Regions from separate parts of the Mus musculus genome. Here all the other regions are linked to region 2. A link is a contact called in public Hi-C and HiChIP or PLAC-seq data. All regions are on one chromosome and are shown on one strand. The core of a region is the stretch at or near the end of the contact, and the rest is flanking DNA. Distances in the headings are between cores, read along the strand shown.

Region 1 (2,798 bases), core at 127-2,626, 330 kb before region 2:
TGAAGCAGGTGTGGTGACGTGTGAGCAGACAGTCACACTCATTTGTAACTTTGTGTCCACAGGTGGAAGCAAAGAGGATCAGACAAAAGGCTGATTCTCTCTCAAACCTGGTGACCAGACAAACGGATGCATTCACGCGTGTGCGAAACAATCTGGGGAACTGGGAAAAAGAAACACGGCAGCTTTTACAGACTGGAAAGGATAGGAGACAGGTACCTTCTGTCAACCGCTCGCTCAGCCAATAAGCAAGCACGCACTGAATGCCGACTGTATGGGTGGAAATAGCCAGAGCCACAACCATAAACCCTCCAAAGGTCATGATGCCACTGGTTACAGAGGGAGTAACCAAGACTGGAATTTTGATGGAATTAACCCCACCCATTGAGTCAGCATTTGAACCTAGGAAGAGAACCCAGGTCTTGTAGGTCTCATTTTAGTCCAAGTCTGTCTATCTTAGATTCAGGAACTAGCTAGTGTTTAAGATTGTGATTTGCAAAACTATTCCTGCCCCTTAGGGTGGAAAGAGTTGTAGACTTTCCTCTAAAAGACATATATTACAAAGTTTGTTCCTGATCAGATACTAGAGGGCTCTGCTCCAGCACCCCTAGACTGCGGTGAGTCACAGCACAGCACTCTGGTGTCACGGAAAAGTTGTGTCAGGGTGATTTTGCTAGCAGGAATGCACTCATTCTGATCTTGTTCTATTTACAGACTTCAGATCAGCTGCTTTCCCGTGCCAACCTTGCTAAAAACAGAGCCCAAGAAGCGCTAAGTATGGGCAATGCCACTTTTTATGAAGTTGAGAACATCCTGAAGAACCTCCGAGGTTAGTGCTGTGTGATCCAGATTTAAAGGGACAGTCACGATTCATCTAAATGCTCCTTTGCCTCCTTAAATGGTGGGTGTATTTGGGTTATTAATAGATGCTTAGTCACTATCTTACTAAGGTAATGATGATCTCATTAGTACTTGACCTAGGTGGTGGAAGTCATTCCACCTAAGTGCTAGGAGTCCTGAGTTCTGATCCTCACTGGACCCTAGGACCAGCTCAAGCTCTCTGCGTGACCTTTCTAGATCCCTGTGTCCTACTTAAGGGGACCAGGCGATCTCTAGGGTCCTTCATACCCAGTATGTCACAACTGTGTTGATAGTCTCCTTTCCTTGGGTGGCTTGGTTGCTTCCAATATGCCTTCTCTGAGGTAATGACTTGTGACTCCCAGGGAGTCTGAGGTGTATCTTGAAGATACTTGGTTTAAAAGTCAGCATTATTCACTAGCAAACAAAAGGGAATCATTTCTAAAGACTTAGGATTCTCTTCATAGAAAGTTCCTCTATACCTACTGCAACCACACCCCAACTCTGCAACCACACCCAACTCTCTGTGACTACACCCCAACTCTGCTCTTTGGCTTCAGGCTTGGACTTAAATCTTCAGTCTTTAAAGAGAGTCACCTGTTCTTTGTCTACTTTGGATGTTGATATCCTTGCAGTGGTGGGGACCTAGGGCAAGCTGACAGCTCCCTCAGTGGCTCCTTTGAGATTTTTTTCTCTTGGGAAAGAAAGGCTAATCCCAGCTGCAGCATCTCACCCCTAGCTAGTAATCGGTCCCTTTCAGGAATTTTTCCTCAGAACACCAGGCACTCTCATTCAGTTGTCTCTGTGGCAATTTTTTTTTTCTTTTCTCTTCTTTTTTTCTTCATTCTAGAGTTTGATCTGCAGGTTGAAGACAGAAAAGCAGAGGCTGAAGAGGCCATGAAGAGACTCTCCTCTATTAGCCAGAAGGTTGCAGATGCCAGTGACAAGACCCAGCAAGCAGAAACGGCCCTGGGGAGCGCCACTGCCGACACCCAACGGGCAAAGAACGCAGCTAGGGAGGCCCTGGAGATCAGCAGCGAGATAGAGCAGGTAAAGAGAAATGGATATACGGGCTGCCCCAGGCAGTGCCCAACACAGCCCTGTTCCAGAGAGAGAGTGTTTCAGCTCAGTTCAGCCCCTATGGCTCAGAGTCCTGGAGAGGGCACAGCAGCCCTGCTCTACACGCCCACCCTTCTGCTGGATGGATTCTATCACTGGCTAGCAGCTATTACACCATATTCCATGTTCCTTTGAACAGCACTGTGGAGAACACCCAGAGTTGTTTACTATGAAGATTTCTAAGGCTGCTATCAGAAAATACTTAGAAAAATAGAAGTGACTTTTGCACCGTTCGGAAGGTTAGGATGAGAAACTAGTCGCCCAGGGCTCCACTTCTCCTGACAGCTCCAGGGAGAATTCTTCCTTTCCTCTTGCCAGCTGCAGAGGAGGCCAGGCAATCCTGGTCTTCCTTGGTGCATAGCTTTATCCGTCCACTCCCTGCTTGTGTGATCCCCAGAGTCCTCTATCATCTCTTCTTTTCTCTATCCTCCTTCCTCCTTCTTCTTTCCCCTTCTCTTCTTCTTCTCCCCATCTTCCTCTCCTTCTCCTTCATCTTCTTCAAGATATGATCTCACTATGTAGCCCAGGCTGGCCACTATATTCATATCTCAGTCTTATCTTATAAGAAGATATCAGTCTCACTGAATTAAGGGTCCAGTGTAACTTCACTGTAGCTAATTACATCTGCAACTGTCAGTTTTCAAATAAGGCCATCTTCTGAGTTGAGAGAAGCGTGTAAGCAAAGACTCCATCCACCATGTCTTTGTTCGTGCTGGTAAGCTCTCTCCCTCTGAGAAACATCCCTAGCCCTTAGGACTTCACCATGAGTTTTAGGACGTAAATTTAACTTGTAACAATTGACATCAGCGTTTTGATTCTGGATA
Region 2 (2,700 bases), core at 40-2,539:
AAGATCAAACCCAGAGCCTCTCACATGTTGTGCAAGTACTTTACCGTTGACCTCCAACTCCAGCCCCTTCCCCGGCTTTTAAAAAATGATTTTGAGACAGGATCTCACTAGGTTTCCAAGACTGTCCTTGAACTTGCTTTGCAGCCTAGGTCTGGCTTGAATTCGCCACAACCTAAGTAGCTAGAATTCCAGGCCTGTGCAACCAGAGCCCACCTGCCTGTCCTCAGAGAATCAGTTTTGTCTCACACCCGACATGAAACCCTCCCTGACCCCGAGAAGGCCACAGAGATTGATTTCCCTTCCTCTGCATTTCTCTTCATTCTCTATCCCAGCACCTGAACACAGGGGCTCTGCTGTAAGTGCTAGAGGCAGGGAGCGCCCTTCTGCTTTCCTTGTTTCCCACAGAACCTAGCACCTAACATTCTGAGTAAATATGGCAGATCTAAGACATTTTAATAAAATGGTGTCACGCCCCACACATCTTAGCTCTCTTTGGGGCTACAGTCATCCTTTTCAGTTCTGCATTCTTTCAGAATGCTGAACCCCCACACGCTATCCCATCGCAGTGCTGGGGGGCTCTTTCAGATAACGTTATGTGGTTTCTTTCATGATTGCGCTGGGATCGCATATGCAGTTTCTTCGGCTTGCTTCCTCAGGCAAGGACTCTCGCACCGAGGACATCTAAGGCTAAAGACTACTGGAGACCAAGTGGTTTCTGATATCACAGGAGGAGAAGCTGTGAAGTAGTCAATTTTCTTGCTGTGGTAAAACACTCCGACAGAAACATCGTAATGAAGGCAGGGTTGATTTGGGCTCACTAGTCTCCAGGGTACAGTCCATGATGGTGGATAAATCATGGTGTCAGACCCTGAAGCAGCTGGTCACAAGGCACCCACTGTCAGGATGCAGGGGACCAACTCATACTCACGTAGCCTTCTTCTCTTTATGCAGGGAGGACCCAAGTCCTGGTCACTTTTCATAGCAGATGCTCTACCTCAGTTAACCTAAGGCAGACGATCCCTCAGAGGTGTGACCTGAGGCTCATCTAGATCCTGTCAAGCTCGAAACACAAAGCTTCACACCGACCTTGTCATCACAGGAAAAGGAAGAGTGTGACGAGTTAGAAACACACTCTGAATGGGAAAAAAAAAAAAGAAAAAGAAAGAAAAGAAATAAGAAAGGAAAAGGAACATGACTGTTCCCAGATATGGTGGAGGAGAGAGTTTATTATAGCTGTGTGGGAGAGAGAGCACAGCCAGAGTCAGGGACCTCCGGGAGAGTGCTGAATAGACAGGAACAGGCTGAGCTGTGCTATGTGGGGAGAGGGAAGGGGAGGAAGAAGGGAGTGGGAGGAGCCAGGCACAGCAGCCAGGAGGCCCAAAGGCACAAAGACAGCAGGTTACAGAAATGATTGGATTATGTAGGGAAGAGCAGACCTCAAGGCCCAAGAGTTCAGGATAGGAGGCAGGGTATGCCTGATAGGAGGCTCTGTGACACGTAGAGGGTGGAGGATTACAGAGAGAAGCTGGTGGCCAGCTCTGCTTTGATATGCTATAGCCACCTAAGCCATTTGTCCCAAGTTCGAAACCCAACCATTTCCACATTTAGTAAGATGGAAATCTCTAAGATTCTCTGTTGATTCCTCTGTTGTAGCAGCTGAAAGCATGTGGTCATTCTGCATGTGTCTGCCAACGTATGACAGTAAGTGAAGCATCCATGCTCCCTCCTCTTTTCTGGGATCTGTTGTCTGAACCACAGCAAAAGCACGGCCCACATTTGGACCGAAACACTCCCAGCCGGTTGGAATACAATGGACACACAGCAAGGCCTGTGAAGTTCTAGCTCTCAAGAATCAGAATTTAAGCCTGGCAGTAGTTGTGCATGCCTTTAATCCCAGCACTTGGGAGGCAGAGGCAGGTGGATTTCTGAGTTCGAGACCAGCCTGGTCTACGGAGTGTTCTAGGACAGCCAGAAACCCTGTCTTGGGGGGTGGGGGGGAGAATCAGAATTTAGGGTCAGGAGAGGGAGCGGTAGGTTCTGCCATGCTCTGCCCTCCAGAGCAGGGGTCAGGGGAGGTGGCAGAGAGGAGACTGAGAAGCACCCGAGCTCAGTTTTTCCCAGGGCTCTTCTGAGTTCCAGCCAAAGTCTAAGCCCTTACAATTTAGTGTGCCATCAAGCTTGCCTTTTGTTTTGGATTTTCAATACAGGGTTTCTCTTTGTAGGCCTGTCTGTCTTGGAACTTGATCAGTAGGCCAGACTGGCCATCTGAGAGACCAAACCTACCCCATCTTGGGACTGTACCCACGTACCAGGAAGGACCACACGGCTTGTCCTTGGCCAGAGGACACTTCCTGGCTACTTCCTATCAATAGTTAATCAAAGATTAGTCTGACTGTTTCAGATGTACCTTCAGGCTATTTGTATACGGCCTTATTTCAGAGCACCCACCTCTCAGCTTATAGCCATTCTATTAGATGCTTGCCAGACTGGACACCCTCTCCCTCACCCCCTCCCTTGCTCCTATTTTTCTATAAAAACTTGTCCTGCTGAGGGTTCGAGGCCGCTCCACCTTCCCTTTCTGTCCTTGCTGTGTCAGGATTGGGATGGAGGAGAGCCCAAGCCTGCGCTTGTAATAAAGAGACCCTAATGCTATTACATCGCAAAGGGCTGCTTGGTGATCTTTTGGAGTTCGTGGTTCCT
Region 3 (2,700 bases), core at 61-2,560, 420 kb before region 2:
TCTAACTCCAGCTCCGAAGGGTCCACCACCCCCTTCTGACTCAAGGAGCAATGTCACTGACAGGCGCAGTTGCACAGGCACACACACTCACAGATAAACACAATTTTTTAGAGTCTTTACGGGTACTTTTTAAATCAATAAGCAGTATTGGGGGTGGGGTGCAGTTCTACTAAGTAGCTCATCCAATTTAAACTTAACCCTGACTAGCTTACAAATAAATGAGACTCAGGCTATGGTTATTTGATTTGGCTTTGACAGTTACTGGGGGGAGGGGAATGTCACCCCTAATCTACTCTTTTCACTGCTGGCCTGGCTGCCTCCCCAGCAGTGTATCCTAGATACTTGCTGTTTCTCCTGGCCATGTGCTCACAGTCCATCTCCCCTCATGTCGCTTCCTCCTCTCCTCTTGTTTTTTCCTCCTCCTCCTGGTCTCTCTTATCCAACAGGTAACTCAAAACCCACCCACCTTAATTCCCCCAGGAACCGGCTGTAACCAATTTTATTTAACCATTAGTTTTAAATCAAAGAACGTGGATTGCACAACAAAAGCTTGTAAAAGTAAGAATTCACTGGTGGGCCTAGACCTTCTGGTACAGAATTTAGCATTACAATACATAGCAGCAGACCAAACCTCAATTTATCTCAGAGGCAGCACTAGTTCTGAACAAGTATACGTTCCACAAGCTAGAGAAAGTACCCAAGGAGCTAAAGGGATCTGCAACCCTATAGGTGGAACAACATTATGAACTAACCAGTACCCCGGAGCTCTTGACTCTAGCTGCATATGTATCAAAAGATGGCCTAGTCGGCCATCACTGGCAAGAGAGGCCCATTGGACATGCAAACTTTATATGCCCCAGTACAGGGGAACGCCAGGGCCAAAAAGGGGGAGTGAGTGGGTAGGGGAGTGGGGGTGGGTGGGTATGGGGGACTTTTGGTATAGCATTGGAAATGTAAATGAGCTAAATACCTAATAAAAAAAGGAAAAAAAAAAAAAAGACTTGAGGTCACCGAAGCAAAAGTGAAACGCATCCTTCTGAAAGGAAAGCCAGATAGCAAAAGTGCAATCAAAAGTCAAAGGATGCGTGGATTGGAAGTTCAAACCCAAGAAACTTGGTACTTGGCTTTGTCTTTGCTTTAACTCCTCTCTGTCAGAAGTTCCTTCTTCCCTTCCCTCAGGACAGTGGAGCCTGATGTCAAGGAGTCACCTACTCTGTTGGAACCGTCTGGTCCATCCTGAGTCTAGCATTATGGGCCTGCCTGGCTGTTAGCATGCCCGCCCTCAGCATGCGTTCATCATTCAAGCATCCCTTGATTGTCTGTCAAGTCATTTCCACCTGCAGGGAGGCCCTTAGGCTGGAAGGCAGCAGTTACTGAGGTCTTCTCAGCGGCAGGGAAGTGACTGTTTGCCTCATCTTGCAACTGCTAGCTTTTCTCCCCTCCCTCCACCCACATTCTGCACCCACAGCCCTACCTGAGTGAGCATAGACTGACTCTTATTTGAAAGGAGATAAACAAAACCACGGGAACCAAATGGCACAGCACACGATGACATAGACCCACATCCATCCCTTCACATCTGTGGATTGTAGCCAGAGTCCCTCCGGTAGCCTGATCCGATCCCCTAACTCTTGGGAATGATTTTCAGTAAAATTTTAACTGATTAGTTGTGTTCTCCTAAGCCTTAGAATGAATACAGGCCATAAAGGTATAACTCAGAGTAGTTTGTATCTGTTAAAAGTTTGGCAACAGGCTCTTATGTATGTATGTAACCTTGCCAAGTGCATGCCTTTAATCCTAGAATTTGGAAGGCAGGCAGAACACTGTAAATCCTAAGTCACCCTAGCCTCTACAGGGAGTTCTAGGCTGGCCAGGGATACACAGTGAGACCCTGTATCAAAGACAAACAAATAAAAATAAAAAGGAAGGTTCGTTGGGGCTGGTGTGTGCTTAGCAGTGTTAGGTCTGGCATCCTGAGTTCCACCCCTGGGACCCACAACGGTATCAGGAGAGAACGGATCTTTGTAAATCCTTTTCTACCTCTGTACACATGCACCCCACACACAGACACATACATAAATAGATGTAATTTTAATTTTAAAAAATGTAACCTATTGTGTCACTTCCCATGAGGATGTCCAAATGAACTTAAATGATGCTCCACGAAGATGCCTGGTTCTACCTTTGATGGCCATCTTTCTGTCTTCCCACAATGCAAGCAACAAAAGCCAATTTTGTACTTTTCAGCTGGTGCCACTGGGACCCACCCTATGTTGTCTACCACCACTCTGAGATCCTCCACCATTTCAGTAACTCAGCGCAACTCTCCGATTTGCTTTGTTGTTTTTGGTCGTGGTAAAGCTTTCCAGAGCCATCCTGGGTACTCAGTCTCTTCTAAGATAGCTGTCTCATTCTCCTTAACCTCTTCTCTGCCAGTTGCCCCCAGACTGTCCATGGATTGCCTCTTTCCTCCTGACAATGGTCTCTGTGTGAGGTTAGTGCCGAGTAAGCACAAGCTCAGCTTGAACAGGACTGTCTGAGAGATGGGCTGTCCGATGGCAGATTACAAGCTTCTGGGCTGCTGAGCCAGCACGGAAGGCAAAACCTCAAGAGGCTATGATTTCCATGATTACACGTTCAGCGCGCTCAGAGAATATGTGAAGACCTGATGCCCTCCTTGCTACAATCTGTACAGTGCTG
Region 4 (2,700 bases), core at 191-2,690, 270 kb after region 2:
CCAGAGGAGATAGCTCAGTGACAACGCACTTGCCACGCAAATATAAGTCCCTGAGTTGAGATTCCTCCAAAGTACAAAAAGCCAGGCGTGTATGTCCACCTGGAGTCCCAGAGCCACTGCCGTAAGGGGAGGCAGAGACAGGCGCTCCCCGCAAGGCTCCTTCTCCCTTCTTCCTTCTTCCACGCCTCTCTCTTGCTCGCCCTCGTGAGGTTGTTCTCTTTAGAAGTAAAGTGTAATATGCATTCCTCCTTCTTCGTGCGCCTGATCATCACTTATAAACAGTTACCTTTATGCTTGTTCCACACCACTTATATCCTTGTGAGGATAGTCTCTATAACTCGTGTGAGCTCACCATCCTAACGCATTACCCCCTCAACTATAAGTGTTATTAGCATCACGGAAAGCCCAAGGGAAATAGGACGGTGAAAGTGAAAACATTCAAGCAGCATTTGGAGAACTGACCTTCCTGGCTAATAGACTTGCAGGCAAGATAACGCTGTTAAAATTATCCACCCTGAGTAAGTGCTCAAGCTGAGTCACATGGGCACAGAAGGAGAATTCCAAACAGCAGCAGCACATGGCTAACCGATATCATGGCAGTCCTACTGTAGACACTACATATTAGAGTTGGCATTGCGGTTTGCTGGCCATAATAGAACACCCCTGCTGTGGAATTGTCCTTAACATAGGATGCCATCGGACGAAGCAGCCCTGAAAAACTACAGATAACATAGGCCCTATTTTTTTAGAAGCCACATTATCAGAAAGCTAAATTCCTTGATCTGTATCTGTGGAATGGTAGATTATATAGAAATTAATAATGAGTTTTATAGGATTATTATAATATAATCCAGTTTAACTCATTCCGAATATCACACACACACACACTTTTCTGTAACAATTGATATTTAAATGGTTCAGCTTAATGGTTTTATGTCAGGAATACATCCCGGTGAGTTTAAAGCATCTCTTTGTCTGGTGATTAATATCAGTTGAATTTTAAATATTCAGTCACTTAGAGAAGCACATTACTGCAGCCGTACATCTCTCAAATGGCCTCGATGTAGATTGTGAAAGTGTATCTTGCTGGTCTTACCAGTGATTGTTAAAGAGATACTCAAAGGCTGCGTTGTCCAGGCAAGTGATCTGTTTTGCTGAGTCGTGCTCTCAGCATTGTTATGATGCTGTTTTTAGGGTGCCCCTCCCTCCCCCTGCCCTGCAAGGCAGCTGTGACCCAAGTGAGAAAGATAAATGAAAACTCATTAACAGTCTCACAGCACTAAAGGTTTCAAGGCTGTAGCACAAGTCAGCTAACTCATCATAGCTGCAGATGGCTTGGTGCTTGCTGTGCCCCTGCTGTGTGAACACCACAGCAAAGGGGCTGGAGAGCTCTGGTCCTGGTAGGAGTGAGACTGTGTAGGTGGACCTGGGGCCCCGTGTTTTCTCTGGGCCTCCAGCTTCTCTACTTGGCAAAGGGGTCAGGTGATCTCTGAGGCCCTCTCAGCAGAACTACACAAGCAGTAGTCCTTATCTTAGATGCTTCTAAACATGAAGACATTTGTCTCCTACTACAAAATCTGGATGTGAAGTAGTGGGGACAGAATGTTCTCCATGGCCACATTGAGAACTGTTGGGGGTGAGAAGAGGATGGCTTCCCAGCTTCTGTAAGCTCAGCCTGTACGGCCTTTAAATTCTGGTATCTGCTGCCATCTCGTGGTTAGCCTTCATACGGACAACTAAAACCAGGCCATCAAAGGTCCACTGTGCCTTTCTTAGATTCAGAATGATTAGTTCCCAGTGAGTCACTGATCGTCACATGAGCCCACGGGGTGTGTGTGTGTGTGTGTGTGTGTGTGTGTGTACCAGAGACATGAGATATTGAGGAGGAAACAACCAGTCTCTGTATCTACTTCTGTTTTGAAACGTGAAGCATGTTTGGTCCAGGCTCCAATGGCTTTGTTTTCTGATTCTTCCAGCTCTCTGAATCCTCCTCTTCCTGTTCCTCCATCCATTCCATGGACACGAATTCCTCAGGGATGTCGTCCCTAATCAACCCCCTGTCCTCCCCTCCAACGTGCAACAACAATCCTAAAATCCACAAGCGCTCCGTCTCCGTGACATCCATTACCTCCACAGTACTGCCTCCTGTTTACAATCAGCAGAACGAAGACACCTGCATCATCCGCATCAGTGTAGAAGACAACAATGGCAACATGTACAAGAGCATCATGGTAAGGGGCCGTCCTGCCTGGAGGGTCAGTCAGCTGTTCGGACACACATTTCTCATACCTGTCTGCACGTGCACACAAGACTAGCATGGAAAATAGCAGCGTCTTCCTGGGCGCAGATTAGTGGTATGCTTATCTAGTGGCACATGTGCATATAGGACATAGTTTTGACATTTTATGAATTGTTCATGCAATTTGGGGTCCTGTTTCACGATGCTCAGTGTGGGTGGGACAGTAGTCCAGGGCGGGTGCCTTGCTTCACACGCCTTCTTGGAACTCTTCCTACGATTGCACTGTCTACTAAATTAACACGCCTTCTCAGTAGTGTAGTTCCTGGTGACTCAGCTTTCTCCCTAAGCCATCTGGACCAAGCCGAGCTCCTGAAGTGGGTGATTATGGCGGAGGTGCAGTTTGGGTAGGAAGTAGCTACAGTTCAGCAGTAAATGGGATTGAGTCTCATGTGCTTCTTACA

Evidence for each region. A called contact is a pair of places that touch in the nucleus more often than the background predicts. HiChIP or PLAC-seq counts read pairs in DNA pulled down with a chosen protein or histone mark.
Region 1: a contact with region 2 is called in an H3K27ac HiChIP or PLAC-seq map of embryonic stem cells, with 5 read pairs. The contact joins the enhancer-like site here to the promoter of Ncf2 in region 2. A contact is called at or near these places in 1 of 484 Hi-C or Micro-C datasets (nephron progenitors) and 3 of 115 datasets of contacts at active chromatin or transcription factors (all in embryonic stem cells).
Region 3: an H3K27ac HiChIP or PLAC-seq map of embryonic stem cells shows a contact between it and region 2, with 5 times the contacts expected there. The contact joins the enhancer-like site here to the promoter of Ncf2 in region 2. A contact is called at or near these places in 5 of 39 promoter capture datasets (cranial neural crest, embryonic stem cells, hippocampal neurons and 2 more), 11 of 484 Hi-C or Micro-C datasets (the C2C12 cell line, the HL-1 cell line and embryonic stem cells), 11 of 115 datasets of contacts at active chromatin or transcription factors (embryonic stem cells, extraembryonic endoderm stem cells and pancreatic cancer cells) and 1 of 9 other capture datasets (embryonic stem cells).
Region 4: a Hi-C map of bone marrow-derived macrophages shows a contact between it and region 2, with 28 read pairs. The contact joins the enhancer-like site here to the promoter of Ncf2 in region 2. A contact is called at or near these places in 4 of 39 promoter capture datasets (the 3T3-L1 cell line, the C10 cell line and pre-B cells), 2 of 15 datasets of contacts at CTCF or cohesin (large pre-B cells and pro-B cells), 2 of 484 Hi-C or Micro-C datasets (bone marrow-derived macrophages and pre-B cells), 13 of 115 datasets of contacts at active chromatin or transcription factors (the HPC-7 cell line, bone marrow-derived macrophages, embryonic stem cells and 5 more) and 3 of 9 other capture datasets (embryonic stem cells, liver and pancreatic islet).

Annotation. Positions count from the first base shown.
Region 1 is chr1:153,128,064-153,130,861 of GRCm38.p6, reverse strand. It overlaps Lamc2 (laminin, gamma 2), which reads left to right. Exons shown (of 24, transcript NM_008485.3): 19 at 63-212; 20 at 712-826; 21 at 1,706-1,905. Among named protein-coding and RNA genes, the nearest start is that of Lamc2, 57 kb to the left of the region's middle. Within about 2 kb of position 1,376, at least 126 of the 459 cell types and tissues checked have an H3K27ac peak or open chromatin away from gene starts, as enhancers often do. A contact at or near this core is called in embryonic stem cells, where this site is marked.
Region 2 is chr1:152,798,742-152,801,441 of GRCm38.p6, reverse strand. Ncf2 (neutrophil cytosolic factor 2) reads right to left here and starts at 1,289. Exons shown (of 16, transcript NM_010877.5): 1 at 929-1,289.
Region 3 is chr1:153,214,506-153,217,205 of GRCm38.p6, reverse strand. No RefSeq gene overlaps it. Among named protein-coding and RNA genes, the nearest start is that of Lamc2, 29 kb to the right of the region's middle. Within about 2 kb of position 1,310, at least 6 of the 459 cell types and tissues checked have an H3K27ac peak or open chromatin away from gene starts, as enhancers often do. A contact at or near this core is called in embryonic stem cells, where this site is marked.
Region 4 is chr1:152,524,176-152,526,875 of GRCm38.p6, reverse strand. Rgl1 (ral guanine nucleotide dissociation stimulator,-like 1) reads left to right here. Exons shown (of 18, transcript NM_016846.4): 16 at 1,977-2,231. Among named protein-coding and RNA genes, the nearest start is that of Gm51749, 14 kb to the left of the region's middle. Within about 2 kb of position 1,440, at least 70 of the 459 cell types and tissues checked have an H3K27ac peak or open chromatin away from gene starts, as enhancers often do. A contact at or near this core is called in bone marrow-derived macrophages, extraembryonic endoderm stem cells, pro-B cells and 1 more, where this site is marked.